Regions from separate parts of the Mus musculus genome. Here region 2 is linked to region 1. Evidence: chromatin contacts called from public capture Hi-C data. All regions are on one chromosome and are shown on one strand. The core of a region is the stretch at or near the end of the contact, and the rest is flanking DNA. Distances in the headings are between cores, read along the strand shown. Region 1 overlaps Gm40361 (a long non-coding RNA gene). Region 2 overlaps Cog5 (component of oligomeric golgi complex 5).

Evidence for each region. Capture Hi-C pulls out chosen DNA fragments and counts their contacts.
Region 2: a contact with region 1 is called in a capture Hi-C map of embryonic stem cells, with 4 times the contacts expected there. The contact joins two enhancer-like sites. A contact is called at or near these places in 1 of 484 Hi-C or Micro-C datasets (the Ba/F3 cell line), 1 of 115 datasets of contacts at active chromatin or transcription factors (embryonic stem cells) and 1 of 9 other capture datasets (embryonic stem cells).

Annotation. Positions count from the first base shown.
Region 1 is chr12:31,109,907-31,114,489 of GRCm38.p6, forward strand. Gm40361 (a long non-coding RNA gene) reads right to left here. Exons shown (of 4, transcript XR_872642.1): 3 at 3,616-3,711. Among named protein-coding and RNA genes, the nearest start is that of Gm40361, 9.9 kb to the right of the region's middle. Within about 2 kb of position 1,830, at least 1 of the 459 cell types and tissues checked has an H3K27ac peak or open chromatin away from gene starts, as enhancers often do. A contact at or near this core is called in embryonic stem cells, where this site is marked.
Region 2 is chr12:31,894,583-31,899,165 of GRCm38.p6, forward strand. All of the region lies in intron 18 of Cog5 (component of oligomeric golgi complex 5), which reads left to right. It also overlaps the pseudogene Gm35666. Among named protein-coding and RNA genes, the nearest start is that of Hbp1, 53 kb to the right of the region's middle. Within about 2 kb of position 2,534, at least 101 of the 459 cell types and tissues checked have an H3K27ac peak or open chromatin away from gene starts, as enhancers often do. A contact at or near this core is called in embryonic stem cells, where this site is marked.

The DNA of each region.
Region 1 (4,583 bases), core at 580-3,079:
CCCTGAGATGGGTTTCCTGTAAGCAGCAGAATGTTGGGTCCTGTGTGTGTAGCCAGTCTGTTAGTCTATGTCTTTTTATTGGGGAATTGAGTCCATTGATATTAAGAGATATTAAGGAAAAGTAATTGTTGCTTCCTTTTATTTTTGTTGTTAAAGTTGGCATTCTGTTCTTGTGGCTGTCTTCTTTTAGTTTTGTTGAGGGATTATCTTCTTGTTTTTTCTAGGGCGTGGTTCCCGTCCTTGTATTGGTTTTTTTCTGTTATTATCCTTTGAAGGGCTGGATTCGTGGAAAGATAATGGGTGAATTTAGTTTTGTCGTGGAATACTTTGGTTTCTCCATCTATGGTAATTGAGAGTTTGGCCGGGTATAGTAGCCTGGGCTGGCATTTATGTTCTCTTAGTGTCTGTATAACATCTGTCCAGGCTCTTCTGGCTTTCATAGTCTCTGGTGAAAAGTCTGGTGTAATTCTGATAGGTCTGCCTTTATATGTTACTTGACCTTTCTCCCTTACTGCTTTTAATATTCTATCTTTATTTAGTGCATTTGTTGTTCTGATTATTATGTGTCGGGAGGAATTTCTTTTCTGGTCCAGTCTATTTGGAGTTCTGTAGGCTTCTTGTATGTTCATGGGCATGTCATTCTTTAGGTTTGGGAAGTTTTCTTCTATAATTTTGTTGAAGATATTTGCTAGTCCTTTAAGTTGAAAATCTTCATTCTCATCTACTCCTATTATCTGTAGGTTTGGTCTTCTCATTGTGTCCTGGATTTCCTGGATGTTTTGAGTTAGGATCTTTTTGTGTTTTGTATTATCTTTGATTGTTGTGCCGATGTTCTCTATGGAATCTTCTGCACCTGAGATTCTCTCTCCTATCTCTTGTATTCTGTTGCTGATGCTCGAGTCTATGGTTCCAGATTTCTTTCCTAGGGTTTCTATCTCCAGCGTTGCCTCACTTTGAGTTTTCTTTATTGTGTCTACTTCCCTTTTTAGGTCTAGTATGGTTTTGTTCATTTCCATCACCTGTTTGGATGTGTTTTCCTGTTTTTCTATAAGGACTTCTACCTGTTTGGTTGTGTTTTCCTGCTTTTCTTTAAGGACTTGTAACTCTTTAGCAGTGTTCTCCTGTATTTCTTTAAGTGAGTTATTAAAGTTCTTCTTGATGTCCTCTACCATCGTCATGAGATATGCTTTTAAATCCGGGTCTAGCTTTTCGGTTGTGTTGGGGTGCCCAGGACTAGGTGGTGTGGGAGTGCTGCGTTCTGATGATGGTGAGTGGTCTTGATTTCTGTTAGTAGGATTCTTACGTTTGCCTTTCGGCATCTGGTAATCTCTAGAGCTGTGCAGGATACACTCGGTGGGGTCGTGGAACTAAGATGTCTGTGCAGGGTACACTTGGCAGGGTCCCGGAACTAAGATGTCTGCTGCCAATGCTCAGGCAAAGCGTTCCTGTGCCGGGCAGGTCCCTATCCTCTGGCCAGGAAAATGGTCACCTGCCTGTACAGGATACACTCGGCGGGGTCCCGGAACCAAGATGTCTGCTGCTGATGCTCAGGCAAAATGCTCCCATGCCAGGCAGATCCCTATCCTCTGGCCGGGAAAATGGCCAGCTGTCTGTGCAGGATACACTCGGCGGGGTCCCGGAACCGAGATGTCTGCTGCTGATGCTCAGGCAAAGCACTCCCGTGCCGGGCAGATCCCAATCCTCAGAATTCTTAAGATCTCGTGGCTGGTGTTGTGAGTATCTGGCGGTAGTCAGCCAACTGTACGCCCTAGCTACCCTGGTGCTGCTCGGACCGAAAGGGGCTTGTGCCCCTACTCAGACCGGGTTTTTGCTTCCCTGACTAATTCAGTCTCAGGTCCCGCACGATTGGATTGGAGCAGATGCTGTGTTCCACTCACCAGAAGTCTTAAGATCGCTTGGCGGGTGTTGTGGGTAGCTGGCGGGAGTCAGATGACTGTGCGCCCTAGCTACCCGGTGCTGCTCGGCGGAATGAACTTTTTTTTAGCACACAAACAAAGTAAGAAATTAAAGACTTTCATAGAAAAAGTTGCTTCTTTAATCATAAAAGGTAGAATAAGACTATGTCAATTGTCAGGAACAAATCCAGTAGAAATTGTAGCACTATATATTAATGCTGAGATTATGTCATTGTGGGTGATCAAAGAACATGGCATACTGTAATATAAAGCACATTACAGGTACACCACACACCCCTATGCAGTCCAATTGCACCTTAGAGGAAATGCTTATAAAAGTTAAAGGGAGCATAAAGACCCCAGGGACAGACAAAATAATGCTCTGCTCACTTTGAATTTTCTGAATGTTAATGAGAAAGGAAGAACAGCAGCTGAGAGACACTGGATTATAGAGAAAAAAAAAACCTGTGGAATGAAATCAGCCCATATACTATAACGATATGTTAACATCAGAACGGAAACCAGCAAAGGTGTTCCATTGGGAATGTAGATTTGTTTATATTTCCTCAGGAAATGAAAAGCTGTGGATATCATCAAAACTGATAAAACTGAACTGAGCAGGAAAGGCCTCCTGAAAAAACTTGGCCACTGACCCGAAAAGCACTTATTTCATTGAAAACGTCTCTGTTTCTAATTTCTCCGCTACAACCCAATTAATGGCTTGATACAGAAGCAGGGGCGGGGCGGAATGTAGTGACAATTCTGGAATTTTGGTTTCTTGAAAAAAAAAACAAATATTATAAGAATATGTTTTCATTTTAATCCCAGCTGTGGGAGTCTGGGGATGTTGTCTACAGCAGCTGGCTGTGACCTGTTCCTCCTCTCCCAGAGCTGAATACATAGCGAGCTGCAGATAGCTTCCGTGATTGCGTGACATTTGGAATCCTGGGAACTTGTCAGAGCGTACACAAATGACAGGGCCCTGAGAGGCAGGGCTGGTCGCTGATGGTCTTTCGGGGGCTGGGAGGGGGAGTATTTGTAGTTTGTTAGTAGTCATGCACAAAGAAGAAACAAGAAGAAAGAAATTATACTCACAGATCTTTCTCTCATACACATCTATCCATCTTTCTCTCCTTTCTAGAGAGAGAGTGTGAAACTGGGGGGATAATGGGTGGGAGAAGGAAGAACCCAGAAAGTAGCAAAAACCAGCTGTAGTTTTCGTTTGAAGAACAAGGACAATGCAACACTGGCAACACGGCTTTACCAGTTTGTTTGGTGTTTTGGTTTCCGCCTGTGCCAGGCATTCCCTTCCCACACACCTGTCAAGCACAGCATAGACTCTGCAGTATGATGTTATTTACTGTTTTAGCAAGTGACCTGCCCCTGGACATTTTGATCATTTATCTTACCAGCATTTCACACTGACTACCCTTGAAGCTGAGATTGTGTGTACATAACTGTATTCCCAAAGCGCAGTTTTAGAAGTACATTTTTGGAGCAAGCCTGCATTTTAACTCAGTTCATCTGAATGCAGATCTCAGTCCTTCTGATAGTGGACATCGCAATCACTGGAAGAAGCCAACAGGGGAAGGTAGTTTAGGCAAATCTGAAGGTTAAAGTGTGAGAGAAAGCTACACCATTTGTTGGTCCAAAGCTTCTGAGTCCACAGAAATCATGACTCGGAGTGCATGGGACTGACCTAGGCCCTCTGCACATATGCTATAGTTGCGTAGCTTGGTCTTCATGTGGGACTCCTCTCAGCAGGAGTAGGGCTGTTTCTGACTCTCGGGAAGATCTGAAAGGAGAAGAAGGAGGGGAAACTGAGATCAGAAGTAAAATTGTTTTTTAACTAATTAAAATAGTTGTCAAAAAACTTTGTTCCTCATTTTATCTTTCTCATATAAAAATGTTTCTAATGATGATGTGTATACACTGCTGGCATTGATTAGTTAATGAATAACATCACTTTTTTAAATTCCTTTTCAAGATTTATTTATTTTGTATAAGTGAGTACACTGTCGCTGTCCTCAGACACACCAGAAGAGGGCATCAGATCCTGTTACAGATGGTTGCAAGCCACCATGTGGTTGCTAGGAATTGAACTCAGGACCTCTGGAAAAGCAGTCAGTGCTCTTAACCGCTGAACCATCTCTCCAGCACCAACATCACATTCTTTAAGCTTTGATTACATCACCAATGTCACTGCAGTAATTGTGTATAATTGTGTGAATAAAGATTTCAGAAGAGCCAGGCGGTGGTGGCGCACACCTTTAATCCCAGCACTTGGGAGGCAGAGACAGGCGGATTTCTGAGTTCGAGGCCAACCTGGTCCACAAAGTGAGTTCCAGGACAGCCAGGGCTATACAGAGAAACCCTGTCTCGAAAAACAAACAAACAAACAAAAAAAAAAAAAAAAACAAATCAAAAACAAAAAAGATTTCAGAAGAAATATTCTATAGGCTGTATAGACTCAACTTCATTCATAAATATGTCAATTTTGAGTTTCTAAATTATTAATGCTCACTGGAAGAATATGAATAATTTTATGAAATGCCATGCTAAATATGGATTTTGTTTTTCATTCCATTTCGTATGAGTTTCTGGCTGTCTCTGTCTTTTAGATCTTTCAAAGTATTGTAAGGTTACTATATAAGATATTGTCTCACA
Region 2 (4,583 bases), core at 1,284-3,783, 790 kb after region 1:
ATTCCCTCCCAAAAGACCAACTGCAATCAAAGGGGGTGAAAGGTCAAGATCTTATTGTCTTCATAACAAAATTGGCTTAAAACTGGATCACTTGGCCCTTTCTCTTCTTGTCGCTTCCCAGTTCAAAATGCTTGCATCTCTTAACAGCCAGCATCCTCTTAGATCTGCAGTTGGGCTCAACACACTCCAGTCTCAGCACAATCTTCTTTGTAGTTTTAGCCTTTTTGCGGAAAATAGGCTTGGTCTGCCCACCGTAGCCACTCTGTTTCCTGTCATAGCGCCGCTTTCCCTGGGCATACAAAGAACCCTGCCCTTCTTGTACTGTGTCACCTTGTGGGGTGGGTGCTTCCCACATTTCTTGCAGAATATCCAGCAGGTCTTAGGCACATTCACTATGTTCAAAGGAGCGCTATCAGCTCACACACACACACACACACACACACACACAAATGCTGTTTTTCTTTTTAACAAAATTAAAAATCATCTTTGATTGTTCAAGATTAAGGCAAAGTATCTTATGTCACAATAAAGCAACACTTTGTATTATTTCTATTTTCTCATCTCCCTAAAGCCAATAATAATCATTGGTTTACTTGGCTCAAAATAATGTACGCAATGAGCTGATGTTGTAAACAGCAGGAATGGAGCCATGGAGCCGCGTGCTATCCTGAGAAGAACAACCCTAGCCCGGATAGTGAGCAGTGAGCGTCTGTGTTCAGTGAGAGACAGGCAGGGTGCCTGAAGATACTGCCTGATTATATGGGTTCTTCACTAAGTGCAGTACTGTTTTGCCCCTGTGGCTAGCCTTAAAATTACCTGCAACTACCCGAGTCTTCCTCCTACCCCTTCAGGAATCAGAAGCAGAGAAAAGGCCCTAAGCACCCAGTGTCTTCAGAAGCAGATGACTCAGGGGTGAATCCAGTTCTTAACCCTTTCAAAGCTGTTAGCTTTACTAATCTCAGTAGTCATTCATGGGAGTCTCCATTGCAGTCTGCCCGGTCGTCCTTGGACATACAGATAATTACTCCTGTCAGCACTGAGTCCCTGTGTGTCTGAGAGCATGCCCTGGGCCTCCTGCTCAGGGTCATGGCTGCCAGGTGCTCCCACCCTGCAGCATACTTAAGGCCCAAACCTGGCTTTCAAAAGCTCCTTGCTTGTAATTGATCAAGCAGTTATTTTCATTCCGCAAATGAGGCTGTGAAACTACACAAAATAAACCTTCCTTTGGAAAAGATACCTTTAATAGGTACATGTGAGAAAAGAAATTAAATGCTCCCATTCAAATGGTTTAACCTTGTCCATTTTTGTCACCTTCCTTCTCTCTGAATAATGACTTATGGAGGCAGTTGTGTCCGTGTGTCCAAGGACCTGTCTTACTCCTTAAAAATATCTCTGATAGGTCTGTCTCCTGGCCCTCTCCTAGGTTTTGTTTGTCTCCTCTCCTCCTCCTCTGCGGCTCCCTCCCCCACCAGCTTATTTGCATTCTTCTCCAGCTGGTCCTTGAGTCACTTTCCTGGAGGCAGCACTTCAAGTCCAATTAGAATGGCAGCTGAGCAGGAGATGGCCAGAGTGAGTGCCATAGGAGAGGGAGGCTTGCTTATTGTAATGATGTGTTCTCTTGAAAGATGGCAGCCCCCCACTGCAGCTAACCCTGGCTCACAGTGCACAGCCTCCAGTGGTGGGGTGAGCTGCAGCACTCAGAATTGTATCTCCATCCCCCACCCCCTTTCTTTTTAAAGACATAGTACCTTCTGAAGCCATTTCCTCCTCAGGATAAATGAAACTCTGTTACTTATGTTTGACAGATTCTTGTGTTTAGAAATGGTGTTTTCTCTGTGCTGAGTGGACTTTATAGCAGTGCTGTAGGGTTTAGTTGTGGAGGCTCAGCCCCTGCACCTACCCTTGGTTTGCTGCTCCACAGTGTGACCCAGTTTAACAAGATCCTACCATTCCTCTTAGCCTGGCTCAGGAAAGACACGTTGAAGCGTGGCGTTTGCGTCCAGTAGTATTAGCAAACCCTTCCCGGGTGTTAGGTCAGAATCAGGACTCCACTGTTTTTCTAATTAAACTTTGAACTGGGGTTTTGATTTCACTAGATCAAAACTGTAATTGTGTGTGAACCCCAGCTTTCAGAGTCCCGTTTGGTTGGAAATGTTTTGTCTGGATTAGTCAAAACTCTCAAATAACATTTCCCTGAAATGTGTCTGCTTCACAGGCAGCCATTGGGGACCAGAGCCTTTTAACTGGCGAGTAACTGAAAGGTCTGTCGATTTGTAATCACAATTAAACCAGGCCACTGAGGTTACTGGGCTCCAAAGCACAGGGTTCTCTGTGTCTTTGCAAAGGGTTCCTGTGATGAAAGTCCCTGCTGTTTGGCTGAAAGCAGAGCTCAAGAAAAGGCCAACAGAAGGAATTTGGGTAGATTTTGACATGAAGTTTAGCAGTAAAGACAATAAGTGAAGCGTCATAAGGACTCTTGAAACAATCCTGACCTCCACAGGGCGCCAGTGCAGAGAAAAGGTAGTTGCAGGCTGCCATCTGGAGGGCTCTTACTGAGGGAAGTGCGCGGCATAGGTCCCCTAAGAATTAGGTCATGAGCATGAGGTGGCTTCCTACAGGTAATTAATTTCCTGCTGGGACCACATTGCCTCTTTGTCTACACTAATCACACAGCAGTTCAAAAAGCCCTGAGCTTGTCCACGCCCGCAGGGTTCTGCCTAGTCCCACTCAGGGCAGACATGCCCACTGTCTGCTGAAGCGCCATCCCCCTGTGCCTCACTCAGCTCTCTTTTTTCCTCCGAGGAAAAGAACAGATATTGAAGTTGGAATTAAATCCTTTACTGATGCTCCTAGCAGTTTCTATTCATACATTTTCTGGTGCCCTTTAAGGATACATTTTTATCTTTCCCACACTGCCTCAAAAGTGTGAGTTAGGAAGGAAAGCAAACCACTGTTGGTTCTGACTCCTCTTGCCTTTTTTCTCTTGTCCATTGTCAGTGTACGAACACCCCTGAAACATGTAGGTGTGTCCGGTGGCTGACCACGTGCCTGGTGGGTACTGAGTAGCAGCCAGGTGGGGCAGCAGCCCAGAGGCCTACCACCGTGTGTCCATCTGTAACCCCGCAGACTCCTCCAGCACAGAACTCCGCCTTCAAGCATGGACTTCAGTGTTTAAAGGGAAATGACTTTTCAGTCCCTCGGGGGTCATTATAGATTAAAAATTTATCTGAAAGATTTAGCCTTTGAAATCTGTCTGTGTCATCACAGAGCTCACAGTCATTTGAGGCGATAATCTTTCATACAGGAACTTTTCCATAGCTATTTAATTGTTTTAACATTTAGTCTTACTCCAGGCTAGGTCAAAGGCTGTTTGGGTTGATCTTTGAATGAATCACAAGGGTAATAGGAAGAAAAAGATGACCAAAATATGTCATAGAAATTACATCACAGAATATGTGCTTGGAAACCCGTATATGCACACCACAGTTATTGGTGGGATAGACTTAGCCAATCAGAAGCTTGTGCCGATTACGTAGTTACTTGTGTTCAGTGCAGAGCAACTGTTCGATTCTGATGGAGACCAGAACTCCCAACAAGGCCCGAAGACTAGCCCATCAGCCCTGACCTGGGTTTGAGAACAGTGGTCCCCAGCTGTTCTTATCTTGTCAGCAAGAACACTGGCATTTTCTTCTTTAAATTTTTATTTCTTTAGCCTTTGTATTTTAGAGTTTTCTAATCATGTAAGATTTTCCCCTTAAGACTTAGTGTTTATTCTGAATGTTGGTGTTTATTTTGAGTCTTTAGTACCAGAAGATTGGCACTGACCTAACACAAAAGCATCACAAGGAGGCTGCCCTGCGCGTCTCAGAACCCGCTGCAGGCCTCTCGGTGTGCTCTCATGGCCTAGTAACAAGTCTGTGGACTTCTGTATGCGTACTGTATCTATTTCAGCAGTACAACTAACATTTAACAACATTATAAAGCTATTTGGGCATGGATATTTGTGTGTTCATGTACACATTTATACATGGTCTATGATCTTGTTGAATAGTTACATTAAAAAAAAACCCTCACTAAATATGAGAATTCTTAAAAGAGAGACAATCTCCTTCTAATTCCCTGCCTCATGCTCACATATAACGTGGCACCTGGCTGTGAGTCGGGAGTAGAACTTGCTGCCCAAATGACGATTGATTAAGCGTCTGGGGCCCCCATTGGCAAGGAGTGTTGAGTGCTGTTTCATGAGGGCGCTGATCCAGTGACTTGCTTCCCTGTGTGTTTCTTAAATAAAGACACTGCACTATTGGGGAATAATTTGCCCTCAGCCGCTTTCTAACCTTGTCTTTATATGGAGCACATTTTTAGTGAGCTTGGAGGACCAGTTTCCTCTGTGTACCAGAAATGGCAAACAATTTGCCTGAGCATGCGGTAGATAAAGAACCAGGAGCCATTAATGTCAAGTAGAGTTTCCAGTCAAAGCAGGAAAATAAAAGGAAGTGAAACCAACATTTGCTAATTTCTTGCATGGGGACAGATTATATTAATTATAATTAATAATATATTAATTATATTAATAGTTTAAA